Regions from separate parts of the Mus musculus genome. Here region 1 is linked to region 2. Evidence: chromatin contacts called from public Hi-C data. All regions are on one chromosome and are shown on one strand. The core of a region is the stretch at or near the end of the contact, and the rest is flanking DNA. Distances in the headings are between cores, read along the strand shown.

Region 1 (4,542 bases), core at 1,520-4,019, 81 kb before region 2:
CTGTGGTAGGGGGAGTGTTTGCTGTCTTTGAGCTCTACTGTCTTCAAAAATAGGAAAAAGAACAACATTTTATTTGAAACCATGTCCAATTTTGTGGTTCTAGAACCACCTGTGTTAACTCAGCAAGGACGTGTCTGGAGGGGTCCTTTTGGTTCAAGAAGGGTGGAGGAAGGCAGTTAGCTACAGATGAGGCCCAGTGTCTCATTATTTTCTTCTGATGCTTTTTACATATTTAGTACTTGCTATTTTGAGATGCGTGACCAACCAGCCGGCCAAGGTAGATGGAGATTATACAGCGAGTCCGCTGACAGTGTTTCCCCCAGCCAAGATCGAAAAGTGTGCATACGACAAGGCTGGAAAGGGAATCAGAAGCATATCTGAGCTTCTTCTTGAAATGGAGAGATCACACTCAGTCTAGAGATAAGGAAAAATCTCCACGAAAAACAAAAACAAAACCCCTTTTCAGCGGCCCCTTAGTAGACAGAGGCAGAATGTGACCTGGGTACTGCAGCTCTTTCCAAAATGTTACGGGCGACCCTGATGGAGAGGGATGCTTCCAATGTCGCCATAGGGCTGCTATCAAGTTTAAATTAAATCCCACTTCAACAAATGTCACTCACTGAAAATCTTCGAATAAGCAACATGGCAAAGCCTTTGCTGATGGATTGCAGATTCGAGTCAAAATTGAACACAACAAAATTGCAGGGGAAAACTCGTGTCAGGCTCTGGAGGCTTGACGGCTGTCCTGTAGGGATGCGGCACGGTCTTCCTCAGAGTGTTTGGAGAACTTATGGTAGTCCATAAGGAAAAATTACTGGTTTCTTTTTAAATATTTATCCTTTCTCTAATAATATTATACACACAAAAATCTCAGCATTGCCCCTCCGAGGAGAGCCCCGGGGTCCAGCGTTCAGCTGACTCTGCGTGGACACATTGGCTGTGTGCGGAGAATAAATATTTAAATCTCGGGATGAGCAAGCATTAGAAAAATCCTGGAGAAGCCTTCCTTTTGTCAATCTACTTAAGCTTGAATTTCTGCCTTTTAGTTTTCGCCTGTCATCCTAACCAGTGGCCATTTTGAAGACAAGGTATTTTCACCTGCTAATCTGCCGCAGGGACCCAGGATGAGAACACCCTGTGGTTGCTTCCTAGTCGGTTCCGTCCGGTGCTGCCGATAGATCATGGGCGTTCCGATGATCTTAAGGCCGAGACAGCATTACCTACCTGGGTAATTTTAGAGTTTCCCAGCCTCCATCTCTGCTGACACCGCCGTGCCTAGGGAGGTAATAATGATGATGATTTTTTAGCATCCCTGGGGTTTAAAATGTCTCCTAGGAGATGAGGCTGGCCCAGTGGCAGGGGGTAAGCCCATAGCTCCCCCTCAAGCACTTCGCCGGCAGCAGTTGGAAGCCTGCATTTGGATCTCAGTAGGCTAGGAGATGAGGGTAGAGAGCCCAGAGGGAGGGGTGGTAAAATGCCTGGGAGCTGGAGAACAGCACAGGGGCCGAGATGAGGTAAAGGCATCATTCTTTTCAGGAGATGCGGGCAAAGTGGGTGAAAATGCCAGGGGGAAGGGGAAAATTAGGAAGAGGTAGGTGGGCTAAGAACGGCATGCTTTGGAGTAGCTATTCTGAGCCTGGCCCCATTTTCTTCTGTCCTGCTAATAAAAGCTGGTTTTGGCTTCCCATGGCGTTAGTCTCCACCCCAAGGGGACAGGCTTTCCCAGTCAGTTGGACAGTGTGGGGCAGGTCCCTTCCAAGAGCCCGTGTTGTGTTTGTTGTCCAAAGCCACATACATCATTGTTTATCAATTAGCATTGCGATTTTAAAATTGTTTAATCCCCACCCTTCTCAAAGATGCCTTAAGTTACTGCTGTGTGGCTAGTGTACTATTCAAAAAAACAAAAATAATTATACTTAAAGCGGCGGGGTGCAGAGGGATGGGAAGCATCTTCGTTAGATCCAAAGACAAAAGTAACTGGGAAAATGAGGATTGGGGATATTAGGATGGGCAAAGAGAAAGATGCGACAAGCAACACTTCCCTTCTCCTCTCTGCATTCTTCACACTGCGACACAGCAAAATGATGTGCCCACTCGCGGGTGAGACTATGGAGACCCTAGGAGAAGTTTATGCTCAGACAAAGGACCAACAATCCACTTAGTTTGGTCCGTCATCTTAGGCTGCCAAGCAAACAGTCTTGAGTTAGCCAAAGTATCTTTTGCTAAGACTGAGGGTGTGGGACTAAAAGATTGAGCTTGCTTTATCTGGTACAAATTTTGTAGAATGCAGTAAATTGGCACCTTTATGCATTGGCAGTTTGGAGAGAAAATATGTGCTTATTTGCTAAACTGACATAAAAATAACATTTACGCAATAATTGGGAGTCTCCTATCCTGGTCTTAAAAAGCAGCTTTAAACTGAAAAGGTGGGTGACGCTCACAAGATATTATTATATTACCAATATAGTAATGAGGTCTCTTCTTCAGTTTGGGCTGTCGATCTCACTACACTGTCTAAAATGAATCTTTCCCCCATTATAACTCCTTACTTAAAAACGTATGTGTGTGCTTCAGACAGGGATTCATCCAGTATCCCAAATGATGGGCAAATCCAGACAGCACAGGACCAGGGTTTAAGGAGAAGCAGTCTGCCGCTCCTAAGTACGAACATTAATGTGTCACCCCGAGAAGAACGGTATTTACCACTTTCCTCAGCTCCCTGACTTCGAGGCATGTTTGGCCTGTGGGAAAGCTGTTGCCAGGATGGCAATGTATGTAAGGGAGGGGCCATCACTGGAAGAGGCCAAGGGTGCTGCTCTGAGGTAGGAATCTCACAGTCTCAGCCATTTCTCCCCAGTGGAGTTTGTACCCGCTCAGAAGGTGGGCCTCTGCCCCTATGTGGGAAGCAGGGTAGTTGTGGTCAGGGGTTCTATAGCTCACACCTTGTAAGCTGGGGCAATGGCTTCACAACAAAGGCCAGACATCTCTGGGAAAAGCAGATACTGTCCAAGGAATAATGACAACTGTGCAACAATATAGGGAAAGAAAGACAGAGACAGTGGGGAGGGAGGGAGGGAGGGAGAGAGGGGGAGGGAGGGAGGGAGGGAGAGAGAGAGAGAGAGAGAGAGAGAGAGAGAGAGAGAGAGAGAGAGAGAAAGAAAGAGAGAGAGAGAGAGAATATGAAATCTGTCTATAGAACTCTCCGAGGAACACATGAATCATCAGAAAGGTTCCAGAGTCACAGCCAGGAAGTATTTATGGCAATCAGTGGAGCAGGGGGTAATAATACAAACATAATAAAGAAGAGAAAGAAGGGGGCAGCAGAAATAAAGGTGGCCTGGCATTAACAAACAGGGAGATAAGCTTAACGATTATGTGCAAATGACGGAGCTATTGATGGTGAAATCGCTGAGCTTCTGAACTACTTTTGAAAACTGGCCTTTTAAGAAGACAAATAAGGATAATTAAACAGTAATGAAGACCTGTTTCGGTGAAGAGAGAGGAGAGAGGAAGAAAGAGGGAGGGAGGGAGGATGAAGGAGACAAACAAAAGAAATAAGCAGGCCAGGTCTGGAGACAGTGGTATTCCGTGTTAGCCAGGGCTAATGCAAGTAGTAATGGATTCATCGGAATAGGGAAGATGTCCTGTGGAAACTGGAAATGATAATGAGAGGTGAGGGGGTGAAAGGGTGTAGACTTAACCCTAAGGTATCTATCACGGGCAACCAAAGCACAGAATCTCTGTATTATCTTATGTTAGCCATCTTGTCCAAATTCCTTACCCAGGGAACCTGTTGAGCGTGGCTGCCCCTAAGAGATCATACAGATTGCTTCCTCTTTCAGCTTGCTGCATCCCAGGATCACTAATGTGTAGCTCGAATATCAGTTTAGCAGACACTCTACTCTGTAATATTTCACAGAACAAGAATCCCTGAATAATTAATTTCCAAGCCAAACCAGTCCTGGGTCTATTCCAAATAACCATACCTACCTTTAATAAGAACTCCATGAGTGTTTGTTGAGTGCATAAATGAATTAGGAGACTACACTGTGCACAAATAATAGAACAATTGGAAAGAAGAAGCCTATAAATGTGTGTAGGGTGTTGCAGCCATGAGCCAAGGAGAACACAATTTATACAGCCTCTTTGATTTCTCTAAATTAATTGATCTTGTGCTTTGAAAAAAAAAAGTCACAAAACAATAGACAAAAAGAGGCCACTGGTTATATTATCATTTTTAAACACACCCAGCCATCAGTGCAAGAACTGGTAGCAGGTCTCAGGGAATGTAGTTCAGAAATGCACTGGGATTGAGTCGAATATGTCAGATTGATTGAAAATTGCCTGGAGGGACGAATGCACCATGATAAATAGCGGCACACTAGGCTTCAAGGAGGTGGGGATCTGTGTTCAGCTGGTCTTTTTCTTTTTACAGTCTTCATTAATTATCTGGGGCAGGATGTAAACAGCACATTCATTATGTTTGTAGAAGCTAAGTAGAGAGGTGTTTTCAAGTGGCCGGGGCACACTGGAATATAATGC
Region 2 (4,931 bases), core at 827-3,326:
ATATATGTAAACATTTACGTTTGCAACAGTGTATCAGTTATTTTGAGTTTCAGTGATTATTTCAACACAGCCTTCCCACCCCCACCCCCCCAAAAAAAGACTTGCCAAAATTAACCCAGCAAGCTGATAATCTTTTGTTTCTGTGATTTTTTTTTATCACTATCTGCTTTATTTATCTACGGAAAATAAAATGTTCTGCTTCCTAAGGGGCCCGTTTCTGTACAGTTTACACATTTAGTATACAGTTTCTTCCAATGGAAAACTATAAACCTGAATTTTCTGCAACTTACAATAGGGTTTGTACAATGGGGACATACTTTGGTGAGAAAAACTATACTGAAATTGTATTTGTTGGAAAGTGATTTAAATCATCTTTCTGGCGAGCAATTTAAGTAGAGGCCAACGTGTCTGTGTGTGAGGGTGGGGTGGGGTGTGGCTTTAAGCATGGTCACGTGGTGGTGACACAGGTAGGATGTGTGCTCTGATTCCTCTGGACAGTGCTGAGTGCAGACTAATCGGAGAATTTTAGTGATCACAAATTCCCAGGCCGTGGCCTGTCAGCAGGAGAGCACAGAACTGGAAAAGGCAGAGCGCAGACCCTGTGTTCAGCGGCCTTCACAACAGGCCCTGTACACGGCTGGTTATGGATTCCACATCTCCTAGTGCTTGACCAACAATGAATACAGTGAAACCAGCTGACTCGGCATTAAAGGTTTCTAATGTGAAGGATATTTGTTAGTTCATTCAGTTATATGTAGTACAAAAGCAGAAAAGCCCTGCTTAATTAGCATGTATTAATCCCTCGAAAAGCACACACACACACACACACACCATACATTCATGCCCATGCATGCAATATACACAGATGATGTCTGGCCTCTTTGTTTCCAGAGTCCTCTGGGCACCACCAACCTCAGTACCACCACAGGAACAACAAGTTCTGCTTACCAGCTGGTGTCCTAGTATTCAGCCATGACACTTGAGGAGAGCATTTAACAAACACACTAAGTACTGTTGAAAGATTTGTACCTCTTCCTGTCTCTTACTCTCCATGATTTTGTTCCAGAAAGTTACCAGGGTACACATTCATGGGTCAGTAGATCAGTTTGCAAAATCTTAATTCTGTGAGAACACCACGGTCAAGTACATACATAGCAGCTAAATCGAAGAAGAAAAGAAAAACCATCCTCCCTGAAAAGTATTTTCAAATGTGGTGTAAATATAATGTATTGCCAAATTCCATAGTCTGGACAGCATAAGTTGTCAATAATGTACAGCTAACCCAGAAATAGAAAGCAAAATTAAAAAGCCAGCATGTTTTTTATGAAAACTAGGAGAGTATCAGTCATCATAATGAAACCCTAAACCAAATCTACATCGTAGGGGTGGAGAACATTGTCATTTATAATGGTGCGAGTGGAAAATGAACTAACCCAAACGTGAGCCCCAGATCATTCGTCAGCAGCACCCATGATCTACATTTAACATAGATTTCACAACAGTACCATTCATAACAAAGTCTGAGAATTGAAACAATTCCTAAGTAATACTTAGGGTTTTTGTTTGTTTGTATGTTTGTTTTTGTTTTTAGACAGGAACTTCCTGTATAGCCCAAACTGGCCTTGAACTCAAAATCCATCTGCCCTGACCTTCCGGAAGCTGGAGTTGTGTGTGTGTGTGTGTCCTAACACCTGGCACAGGTCGATTTTAGTAGTAGCATCTCCCAGTTATTCCCTCTGTGTGCAGAAAGAAATAGACTCTAACCAGCACTGTGCTCTCAGTGTGAAGGATGTGGGCTTCCGAGTGGGGATAAGTAGCCTTGTACCCACAAAGGCATTCAGAAATCCAGCGTTCCCAGGGGGGAGTAAGAGGAAGTCGAGTTTTGAAAATATGTATGAGAATTCTAAGGTAACCCCACAGCTTCCAGAAGAACTGGCATCCCCCTTTTCACCCTGGCCTAAAATAAACTGTGCCTGGTGGTGTTTATTGAATGACTTCTTCGGGTCAGGCGAGTTACCAGCCTGTCTGTCTCTGTGGTTATCATTGAATTGAATTAGTAATTCTTTTTATAGCCAAGGGAAAGTCCCAGCGAGTGCAGTGTTTGAAGTCATGAAGCAAGGAAGGAGGGAGTGTCCGCTCTAACCCTAGTCTTTACCTGAGGTGAACTAGTAAACCCTTAGGTGTAACCTGCATAGCACACAGGTAAGATGCAGTGAATGCGCGTGGAGCGAGCAAGTGGCAGGATCTCAAGTGAGGCTGAAGCTACTCCTGGCTAAGGAAATGGAGCAAGGGCTGGGAGGAGGGGACATGGGGTAGTGACACAGGAGATGATCGGAAGATGAAACAAAACCACCCAACCCATGTAGCAGAGTGGTGTGTAGCAGACTAGGAAACTGGAACACTCATATATTCTTTGCCAAATAGATCTACAAAATTCACTACAAAAATCCTGGTTGAGGGGATGGGGCAGCAGGATGGCTAAGCAGGTAAAGACTCTTGTACAAGTTTTGACAACTTGAGTTCAATCCTGGGATATCAGGGGTCTTTTTCATCCAGGAATTTATGACTATGTTGTTGACATCTCCTGAGAATAAAAAATATTAATACGTCTGTTTACTCCAGATAGGGCACCATTGAGAGACCAGTGAACGATTTCAGCCAGTTTGGTAAGCCAGTGAGCTGCTTAGAGATTATGGTATTTAGCGGACATTTATTTAAACATGTTTATATGTTGGCTAGACAGTGTGGCTAGTTCAGGCCATTACGTTTAGTCTTATCATCTTTACAATAATGTATATAGCGTATTTTTTTTAAAGTTTAAGAAAAGGTTGTCTTGTATTGACTTGAAGTATCTACTTTCATTTTATGTTTTTCTTTTGAGTCACTGTGGAACCCTTGAGGCAAAAGGAAAAACATTATTTCATGGTGAATACATGTGAATGTCTGTATTTGAAAATCCCTCTATATTGGAGACTGGCTTCGCCCTTGTTTACCCAGAGTGTTAGTAATCTAAGTGTGTATACATGTCACTGGCTAATCCAATGTGAATGTATGTATTAGAACACCATTATATCTCCTAATTGTTTGAGCATTCTATTCAGAGAGCCTGACTTGAATTAGTGTCAGAAACATTTCTAACACAGAGTAGACTCTGTTTTGAGTGTGTGTGACATGAACACATCACATCATGACTGTAGCTGTGTCCTTTTCTGCAAATCAATGATGTTGTATACCCAGCCATTGCTTGCACCACTTGTAAGACAGATTTTAGCTACTCAGACCCAGGACCTTTGCTTCCTGCCAGATCCCCTACCCAAAAATTGAGAACGGCTCTATATGTTTACCATTGTCACTTCAGAACATATCACTGTGTCTGGAAAGCCCTCATTGCCAGGGCAACATGTAGCTCTGTGATTACACGATATGCTAGGGATGTGAATTCATGTATGTTGCCATCCGGAGAAGCTCAGAACCCTAGGTTTGTAGGCTGCTAAGCTGGTGTTCATTTCTGCGGCCCCATCATCCAGCAGGGGTGGGGACCAGACAGCTGCATCTTGCTCCGTGTGAGCTTGGGATATGCGTGCAGGCATGCAGGTGTGATGTAATTTATGGATCCGTCTCTCTGCACTTGTAAGCAGAAAGCACGCCTGTGTACCGAGGCAGCGAAACATTAAGATGGGATCAAAGACAAAGAGAGGGTGGAAGTCTGAGTCGTGGATTTGGCTGCCTATGATGTTGAATAATAGAAATGCCCCCTCGATGGATCTCATGACCTGAGTATATGTTTATCACTTAAGTCTATTGCCTGTGTGTTATTTATCTATAATCAGACTAGAGTAGATCAGACCTTCATCGTTAACCCCTAATTCACTTTAAATTGCCACTGACATGAATCTCGTGGTGTTTCCTTATTGTACATTAAGTCTGTTAGTGAGGTTAATAATGAATAAAGTATTTAGTTATATGAAACAAGGGTGCGATAATTGCATTTTCATGAGGGGCTAAATTTGATGAAATTATACAGATTTAATTCAGTACTGAAAAAAGAATCTCAGGATAAAACTTCTGAGTGTATCTTTTAGAGAACTTATCGGGTAAGAGGTATGGCTTAACAAGCAATACTGCACGCCATGTCTTTCTTGTTCTCATTGTAAAAGCAAAAGCATTGCGGACATGTGTTTTCTGATTGATTTTGGATAAAATTGTGATACAGTTCTTTGATATTGGGTAGAAATTGCTCTCTCACCTTCTTTTGTGGGACAGCAAAACAAACAAACAAACAAACAAACAAACACTTCCTGGCCCTGAAACCAGCCTCTTGGCTCCCACACACAATACAACTTTCTAATGTTTTCGACTTTTGGAAAGTTCCTGAAATCAAGATTTAAATAGGACTTCCTTTAAGGAGAATCGCTTTTTATAAGCTGGTGACGTGGTTTCATTGATGGATAAGGTGAGAAGGCAGAGGAGGTGGCAACAATAGTATCTCAGAACAGTTTCTGAATTAGATTTTCTTAAATGACATTGATGGGGATGTAAATTAATGCAGCTACTACAGACGACTGAGAGGAGGAATGTGAAACAGAAACAGGGCACAACTCAGCAGTCCTGTTCTGCCCTGTATATCCAAAGGATACGAAGTCGGGATCTCAAAGAGATGTCTGCCCCTCCAATGTGCATTGCAGCCCTGTGCGCAACAGTTAAGAAATGATACCAGTCTTACCATCCATTAAGTGATATAACACACACCTGTACAAACACACACACACACAAACACATACACAGAGACATAACACACACACAGAGAGACACAGACAAATATACAGACACACACACAGATATACTCACAGATAAAAACACACACAAAGACACAACACACAGACACACACACAGATACAGATACACACACAGATATAGACACACATACACAG

What was found. Hi-C and Micro-C count contacts between places; a contact is called where the count stands out from the background.
Region 1: a Hi-C map of the N1E-115 cell line shows a contact between it and region 2, with 2.7 times the contacts expected there. The contact joins two enhancer-like sites. A contact is called at or near these places in 6 of 484 Hi-C or Micro-C datasets (B cells, the N1E-115 cell line, cerebral cortex and 3 more) and 1 of 9 other capture datasets (embryonic stem cells).

The regions. Positions count from the first base shown.
Region 1 is chr3:51,984,983-51,989,524 of GRCm38.p6, reverse strand. The region is part of intron 1 of Maml3 (mastermind like transcriptional coactivator 3); the gene reads left to right. Among named protein-coding and RNA genes, the nearest start is that of Maml3, 120 kb to the left of the region's middle. Within about 2 kb of position 2,769, at least 2 of the 459 cell types and tissues checked have an H3K27ac peak or open chromatin away from gene starts, as enhancers often do. A contact at or near this core is called in the N1E-115 cell line, where this site is marked.
Region 2 is chr3:51,903,221-51,908,151 of GRCm38.p6, reverse strand. The region is part of intron 1 of Maml3 (mastermind like transcriptional coactivator 3); the gene reads left to right. Among named protein-coding and RNA genes, the nearest start is that of Gm46803, 200 kb to the right of the region's middle. RefSeq lists an enhancer at 1-581. Within about 2 kb of position 2,076, at least 49 of the 459 cell types and tissues checked have an H3K27ac peak or open chromatin away from gene starts, as enhancers often do. A contact at or near this core is called in the N1E-115 cell line, where this site is marked.